2 separate regions of the Sus scrofa genome follow, and region 2 is linked to region 1. A link is a contact called in public HiChIP or PLAC-seq data. All regions are on one chromosome and are shown on one strand. The core of a region is the stretch at or near the end of the contact, and the rest is flanking DNA. Distances in the headings are between cores, read along the strand shown. Region 1 overlaps MXRA7 (matrix-remodeling-associated protein 7). Region 2 overlaps LOC100517116 (a long non-coding RNA gene).

What was found. HiChIP or PLAC-seq counts read pairs in DNA pulled down with a chosen protein or histone mark.
Region 2: an H3K27ac HiChIP or PLAC-seq map of skeletal muscle shows a contact between it and region 1. The contact joins two enhancer-like sites. A contact is called at or near these places in 1 of 47 Hi-C or Micro-C datasets (embryonic fibroblasts) and 2 of 2 datasets of contacts at active chromatin or transcription factors (alveolar macrophages and skeletal muscle).

The regions. Positions count from the first base shown.
Region 1 is chr12:4,828,615-4,832,576 of Sscrofa11.1, reverse strand. The region is part of intron 1 of MXRA7 (matrix-remodeling-associated protein 7); the gene reads right to left. Among named protein-coding and RNA genes, the nearest start is that of MXRA7, 8.3 kb to the right of the region's middle. Within about 2 kb of position 2,301, at least 43 of the 83 cell types and tissues checked have an H3K27ac peak or open chromatin away from gene starts, as enhancers often do. A contact at or near this core is called in skeletal muscle, where this site is marked.
Region 2 is chr12:4,955,197-4,959,158 of Sscrofa11.1, reverse strand. It overlaps LOC100517116 (a long non-coding RNA gene), which reads left to right. Exons shown (of 5, transcript XR_299228.3): 4 at 1,592-1,694; 5 at 1,818-3,962. Among named protein-coding and RNA genes, the nearest start is that of ST6GALNAC2, 19 kb to the right of the region's middle. Within about 2 kb of position 1,723, at least 7 of the 83 cell types and tissues checked have an H3K27ac peak or open chromatin away from gene starts, as enhancers often do. A contact at or near this core is called in skeletal muscle, where this site is marked.

The DNA.
Region 1 (3,962 bases), core at 1,052-3,551:
CACTTGATGCTATATAGCCAAGTGACCCAGTTATACATTTATAAACATTCTTTTTTTCACATTATCCTTCTGGATTTGTTCCATCACAAGTGATTAGATATAGTTCCCTGTGCTGCGCAGCAGGATCTCATTGCTCATCCACTCCAAATGCCATAGTTTGCATCTACTAACCCCAAACTCCCACTCCCTCCCCCTTGGCAACCACAAGTCTGTTCTCTACGTCCATGAGTTTGTTTCTTTTCTGTAGATCGGTTCACTTGTGCCGTTTATTAGACTCCAGATAGAAGTGATATCATATGGTATTTGTCTTTCCCTTTCAGACTTACTTGATTTAGTATGAGAGTCTCTAGTTCCATCCCTGTTGCTGCAAATGGCATTATTTTGTTCTTTTTTTATGACTGAGTAGTATTCCATTGTCTATATGTACCATATCTTCTTAATCCATTCATCTGTCATTGGACATTTAGGTTGTTTCCATGTCTTGGCTCTTGTGAATAGTGTTGCAATGAACATAGGGGTGCATGTATCTTTTTCAATAAAAGTTTTGTCTGTATACGTGCCCAGGAGTGGGATTGCTGGATCATGTGGTAGTTGGTTTTCTGAGGTACCTCCATACTGTTTTCCATAGCGGTTGTACCAATTTACATTCCCACCGACAGTGAAGGAAGGTTCCCTCTTCTCCACGCCCCTCCAGCATTGGTTATTTGTGGACTTACTAATGATGGCCATTCTGACAGATGTGAGGTGGTACCTCATTGTAGTTTTGATGTGCATCTCTCTAATAACTAGTGATGTTGAGCATTTTTTCATGTGCCTGTTGGCCGTCTGTGTCTTCTTTGGAGAAATGTCTCTTCAGGTCTTCTGCCCATTTTTTTTTTTTTTTTTTTTTTTTTTTTTTTGTAGGGCCACACCTGCAGCACATGGAGGTTCCCAGGCTAGAGGTTGAATTGGAGCTGTAGCTGTTGGCCTACACCACAGCCCACGGCAACGCCAGATCCTTAACCCACTGAGCAAAGCCAGGGATGGAACCCGCAACCTTATGGTTCCTAGTCAGATTTGTTTCCGCTGAGCCATGACAGACAGGAACTCCGGATTGTTTGTTTTTCTTGCTAGTGAGTTGTATGAGGTGTTTGTATATTTTGGAGATTAAGCCCTTGTCAGTTGCATCATTTGAAACTATTTTCTCCCATTCCGTAGGCTGTTTTATTTATAGTTTCCTTGGCTGTGTGAAACTGGGATACTTTTCTAATTCAGCTTTTCCACCAGGGGAGGGGGTGGAGGTGGGCCTCCTGACAGCCCCGCCAAGGCCAGGAGCCCAAGAGGGAGGGACGGCAGAGGGGAGGGGAGGGGCAGCAGGGTGAAGAGGGGCTTGGAAGGAGGCTTCTCAGAGCCCCTGGGAGCCAGGTACGCACCCCAGGGGCAGCGCAATGCTACTTCTGGCTGCCCTGGCCCCATCTAGGCCTGACGCACGGCTGAAGTCAGAAGAGATGGGGGGAGATGGAGAGAGAGAGACGGATATCTGTCTGCCTAAGGAAATGAATCTGCCCTGGGTCCTGCAAACAGGACCTATTGGATCCTGTGACCAGCCACCTGGGCTGCCTCCTGTTGGGCCTGTGCCAACCCCTCCCTCGACTCTAGTTCATCCAGAAAGTGGACCTGACCAGGGGCGGGGATCACGGATCCGCCAGGGAGGCAGAGGGGAGGCCCAGCTCCCATGAGGATGCCTGTCCCTCCATGCCCCCGCAGCAGGCGACAGCAGAGACAACAGGAAGCCCTCAGGGGGCCTGCACAATCCCCCAAGCACACGCCATGCAGCCAGGTCAGCGGACTGCCCCATCTCCAGGGAAGATCCTTAAGATGGGCACTGAGACCAGGCACAGGGGCTGCCTCCCTGCTTCCACCCAGGCGGAAGCAGGATAGACAGTGCTGGCACTCCTTCCAGAAGGATTCCATTAGGCAATGAGGCTGTTCATCTTTTGCATTCACAGCAGAGCGTTGCTGTGGGGCGAGCAGACAGAGCAGAGCCGGCGCCAGCTCCCGGGGCGCCGGTGCTGGGCGGGGAGGACAGGCTGGCGGCCGAGGTCACAGCCAGGCCGTTCTCTCCGCCTGTACCATCAAAACAAGGCAGCCACCCCTGGCCTCCAGATGACAGCTCCAGGCTCCAAGCAGGCCAGCTCTCTCCATCCACATGTGCGGCTGGACAGGACATGTCTCGGGTGACAAGGAACCAAACTCTTCTTGTCCCAGCTTGGCCCCTTTCAACGCGTCCAGGTTTTCTCTGCGGTCACAGCAACTTGACACTTCATCATGGCCCAGGAATGTTGACGACAGCCTGGCACTTCCTCTCCATCTGACTTCTAAGCTCTCCTTGCCTTTGGGAGACGTCTGGGGTCCCTCCTCCCCCTAATTCTCCCTGATCTGGCCTCGGTCACTCTGTGCCTTCATCCTGGCACCATGTCCTGGACCCCATTCTCCTCCAATTCTCCCGTTCTGAAGACATCTTAAAACGCCGACTTGATGATGCTTTTCTGCTCAAAGCCCCCTGATGACAGTTGCTATGTACAGTTCAAGGAAGCCTGGCTTTGAAAGCTCTCCTGCTTCCAGATTCCATGAGTCAGTCTCTAAGGGTTTGCTGGCAAGTGCTGTCCTCTCCCACCCACCACATGGGCCATGAGGTCATCCTTGGGGCCACAGCCTCGGGCACAGGGGCTGTCCTTGGAGGCTCGCCCCTGGGCCCCTTCCCTCCTCTGTCGGACAGGGTCCTCTGAGACCACACCGTCTGACTTGGACAGGATGGAGCTCAGTTACTATTCTAACCGGGGTGGAGAGAGCCCTGGCGCTGTGTGGACGGACTGCAGGGTCTACTGCAGGGAGGAGGGGCAGAGGGGCCAAGACCCCCACCCAGACCAGTTCTGCTTCTGCTCCCTGCACTGAGCTTCCTTATGCACTGGAGGGAGAGAGGTATCCAGTGCTTTTAAATATGTCAGAAGCCGCTGATCTACCTTGGCTCCGACCCAGTACAAAACCCCAGGTGATAAAACCTTAGATGAACTGCCAGCTACCCAGTCTCTGTTTGAACACCCCCAGCATCAGGGAGCTCACTACCTTACAGTTTGCCTCTTTGGGGCAGAAAACACAGCTCTAGGGATGCACGCAGGCAGGTGACACACAGGGCCCTGGGCACAAAGAAAAATGATTGCTGCTGCCCAGGGCAGTCCTATGAGCAGGCGGCACCTGCCTCTCAGCAGGAAGCGATGGGGTTTTCTTTTTGTTGTTATTGCAGTTTATTCATTCAACAAGTACCTTCTGGGTGCGCCTGTTCTCATGAGCTGACATTCCTCCGCAGCAGACAATGCACCAAAATCAAAGATGACCTCAGCCTGCACTGAGTGCTGCGAAGGAAGCCAGAGAGGACCGTGTGCTGGGAGGAATTTACATCCACCACGGTGGCCAAGGTCACAGAGACTTAAAAGGGGAAGAGAAGCAATCCCTTCTAGGGATCGAGGCTGGGAGGGCTGGCCAGGCAGAGGAAGCGTGGCACCAGGCCTGGCATGTGTCTGGGGTGGGGGGCGACTAGAAGAGGCAGAGCCGTTGGGGGTGTTGGGAAGAGCCTGGCATTTACTCTGTGAGTGATGGGGCCACTGGGGGGCTTTAAGCAGAGCAGGAGATGTGGTTTCTATTTTGTGAAGATCACACTGGTTGCTGGGCGGGGTGCAGGTGGGGCGCACACGGGAGGCAGGGAACCTGAACAGCCCAGACGAGGCATGGACTGGAGCGGTGGCCAGAAAGATGGGTGAGCCCGCATGCAGCGGGCATTGTGGAGGCCCAGGAGGCAGGACCTGCTGATGTGGTCACTGCAGGCAGGTGGGACAGGGACAAAGAGAAAACCAGGAAGACACTGGGGCTCTTGGTCGGAGCAGCCACGCGACTGGTGCTAGAGCTCTGAATGGGATGACAAACAC
Region 2 (3,962 bases), core at 474-2,973, 130 kb before region 1:
GAGCCTCCCGGGATTGTTACTGTCCGGATGAGAGAAGGAGTGCGGAACTGTCTGCAAGGCCCCATTGCCTTGTCTCACAGGCAGTGTCGGTTACAGCCCTGTGTGAAGTTGTTGTTTTCCCCGTGCTGCTCCTGGGTAAGCAGCTCAGTGAGTTCGCTTGTCCAGTTACACAACTAGGTTTTCCTTTTTTTTTTTCTTCGCTTTTTAGGGTTGCACCCACAGCATATGGAGGCTCCCAGGTTAGGGGTCGAATTGGAGCTACAGCTGCCGGCCTAGCCCACAGCCACGGCAACGCTGGATCCTTAACCCACTGAGCTTGGCCAGGGGTCGAACCTGAAACCTTAAGGTTCCTAGTCGATTCATTTCTGCTGCACCACGACAAGAACTCTTTTTTTCTTTTTTTAATGGGCCGTGGATATATATCCAATTGATTTTAGTGAGTGGGAGGGGCCATTATTTTTATTCAATATATGTTTTATTGAAATGTGATTGAACAGCCAGTTAGTTAGACCAGTTGTTCTCAACCAGGGGCCGAAGGTGCTGCTGGGATCCTCTAGATGCCCTAGGAGTCCTGCAGTCCACAGACAGCCCCCCTACAAAGGGCTGCTCACCCAGAATGTCAGTAGGGCTGAAACCCTTGTTTGTGAAAAAGAGGCGTGGTGCTTTTGAAACCTGGCTGTGCCTCAGAACCACCTGCAGAGTTAACACATACAGGTTCCTGGTCCCCACCTCCAGCCATCGTGAGAAGAGATGGCTCTAGAGTGTAGAGTGCAGCCCGGGAGGGGTGTGTGGCCGTTTAAGAGGGAGGATGGAGGAATTCCATGATCTGATCTATTTTTAGCTCAGGGATGTTTATTACAGCAAGATTACAGTACTGGTTATTTTAAGTAGTTCTTAAGGCAGGTCTATAATCCTGTCCTAAAGAACTGAAAGCCACCTGGTTGCTCTGCAGGGTTGTTTTGCAGAGGTGAGTGGAGGCGCAGCGACCTTGTCCGATGTCGGTTGCTCTCGACATCAGGTACTCTGTGCACAGGCCTCCAGCCTGAAAGGAGGGGTCTGCGCTGTCTCGGGTGTTCTCCTGACACTAGGAAGAGCATCTACACTCTGTCCTCGGCTGCGAGACCCTTCGTGCCGAAGGAGACCCTGGCTTTAGATGGGCAGGAGCTGTCCGTGTGTCAAATCTAGGACACTGGCTCCAGCCGAGCGCCAGTTAACAGTTTCACCCTTGAGGGAAAAGCACCTGCTAATGAAGTGGGTAAGATGGTGAGTTCCCGGAGGAAAGAAAGCAGAACTTGATAGGAAAATGTAGTTTGCGTGTTCTCTGGATGTCTGCCGTGGGCTGGCAGATGGGGGAGCTGAGTCTGTGATGATTGAAGTTATCCCTGTCTGAAGGCGCTCAGAAAGGCCTTTCTGTGGAGCTGGGATGTCTGAGACTCGGTTTCCCAGATTTGTTTTATGGAAAATTCAGGCCTGCTTTTCTCAATTTTTTTTTTTTTTTTTTTGATGGTGGTGGTTTTTTAAATGCCTAATTTAAAAGTGAGAACCTGTATCTCTTCTTGAACGGGTTTTTTTTGCAATTTATCTTCACCAGGTACAGTGTCAGCCTCAGTTTGAGGCCGAAAAGGAAGCTCCGGAAGAAGACGCTGGCAGCAGTACCCCGCTGGCTGCCCTGGACCCAAGGCAGAATTTCCCTTGTGCGTGTAATTGGAGAGGCCTTTGGAACAGGCTTGGGAGGAGTGTGCCTGGTTCCCCTGCCCTGGCTTTTGGGTTGTGCTCAGTGGCCTGGAGGCTTTGACATAGGTTGTTTTCTTTGCTAGGTGTCTGCAGTGTGAGGCAGAACGGTTTTGCCTGGAGCAAGTGAAACGATTCCTCTCCTGCTGTTACTAGTAAGCTTTCTGTTTCCATCTTACGTGTCCCGAAGCAGCCCCGAGCAGCCCCGCAAGCCTGTGATGGCTGGTTATCCCTGTCTGAAAGGCTCGACTGAGGGAGAAAATCTGTTCTGAGGCTTCAGGGTTTGGCGCTGTGCTCTTAATGGCAGTCGAGGCTTAATAAGGGGTCAAGTCGAACGGATTCCAGAGGGGATTGCGCTTACCCTGCTGAGACCCTGGTCCTGGTGCACTGTCCCTCTGAACCTTAAAGACAAGTGCCGCCACTGCCCTGTCAGGCTCTAGGTCCCCCAGTTTAATGGCTCAGAGGGCACAGGCTGTTAGGGGGGCAGAAATGGGCAAGTGGCCTGGATTTGGTTTATGCTCTTGTTGTGGGATGAAAAGAGTGCTTGTCACACATTTCAAGAAAATGAATGGGCTCTTTGAAACAGCCAGGAATGGCCGACGTATGCCCACTGTGGCAGCGAGACTGCTCTGGCATTCTGACCTCTTGCCCCCTCTACCACATCCTGACCTTCAGAAAAGGAGGGGTACCATGGCACTGGCAGAGCCCTTTGGCTTCCTGGGGCTTTGCCAACACCAGGGAGCTCTCCTGCTGTTGGCGCTCCCAGAGTGGCATGACTGGCAAGGGGCGGCAGCTTGGGCAGCAGGGGGCTGGGTTGCCCAGTACGTGAGCGAGAGAGTAGCAGAGTGGTGCTGGGCTGGGATGGTGTCTGGCCTTGTTTGCATTTAAATGCCAGGCTTGACGTGGACACATTCTTTCTTTTCTGTTGAAATTGGGGAGCGTGTGCAGCTCTTATGTCCAAGGTCACATATTTGTTCGGTCAGTAAGGAAGCTACATTTAGGGTGAGATTTAAAGAGCCTGAAAACTGGACCCGTAGCTTAAGGCCTGAGGTAAACCAAAGTGCGAAAGGACGTGTGAGTAAGTGGGGACGTCTGCCTGCTGGGGTACGGCTGGCTGCGGAGGGGGCTTGACTGCTCTGTGGGACGCACGGGAACCTTAAGTCTCTCATCCAGAGGGGGATCGATGTGACTGTCCCAGGACTTGATGGCTATCCTGTACTGGCCACTGGCCGGACTCTGCGCCCTCAGCCCTGAACCCCAGAAAGGAGCGCTGGACCTACATGCCTGCACTGAATCAGTCTGATTGTGCCTTCCACACACACGCAGGCCTAATGATGGGTTGCTTGGAATGAGTTCTGGGATCGCCGTTCTCTAAATTAGTTTTTTCTTTCAAGTTAACCTTCACTTTTGAGTCAACCTAGTTGGCTGTTGCATCAAATGATTCTTCTTTGGTTTTACAGGTATCTCCCTGTGATGCCAGACGGGATCAGCACAGCCCCAGGAGCTAGTTGCTACTGCCTATAAGATACCCTCCCCCACCAAAGAGAATCATTTAAGGGTTTAGGAGTTGCTGTTGTGGCCCAGTGGGCTAAGAACCTGACATAGTCTCTGTGAGGATTCGAGTTTGATCCCTGGCCTTGCTCAGTGGCTGGGCATCCAGTGTTGCCCTCATCTGTGGTGTAGGTTGTGGGTAAGGCTTGGGTCTGGCGTGGCTGTGGCTGTGGCGTGGGCTGGAGCCTCCAATTCGACCCTTAGCCTGGGAGCTTCTGTGTGCCGTGGGTGCGACCCTAGACAGAACATAAGAGTTACTTGAACTTCATCTTTGGGAGTAGTCAGAGACATTTTATCTCGGAAGATCTTGGGCAGTTAGTGAAATTAGGTAGAACTAAGAACATTCAGAACAACACGGTTTAGGTGTGTTGAGGTACAGCTCGCGGTGCTGGGACTGCAGCGGTGGTGAAGCGAAGGGATTGTGAGATCAACGTGTTGGGGGGGGGGGAGACTAAAGGGAAACAGGTGTTTAGCCGGAGAACGCGCTCCGTGGATTTCCTATCAAGTCAGTGGTCTTGGGTTTAACTTTGAAACAAATAAAAATTTTTAAAAACTGAGTTAAGAGCACTGTGGATTTCAGCTTGAGGCCTATGTCAAAGTTTTATTCTGTGACATAGCACGTTCTTATGTGAAGGAAGGATTCAGAGACTAATCCTTCAGAGAAGGATGCTCTCGGTTTT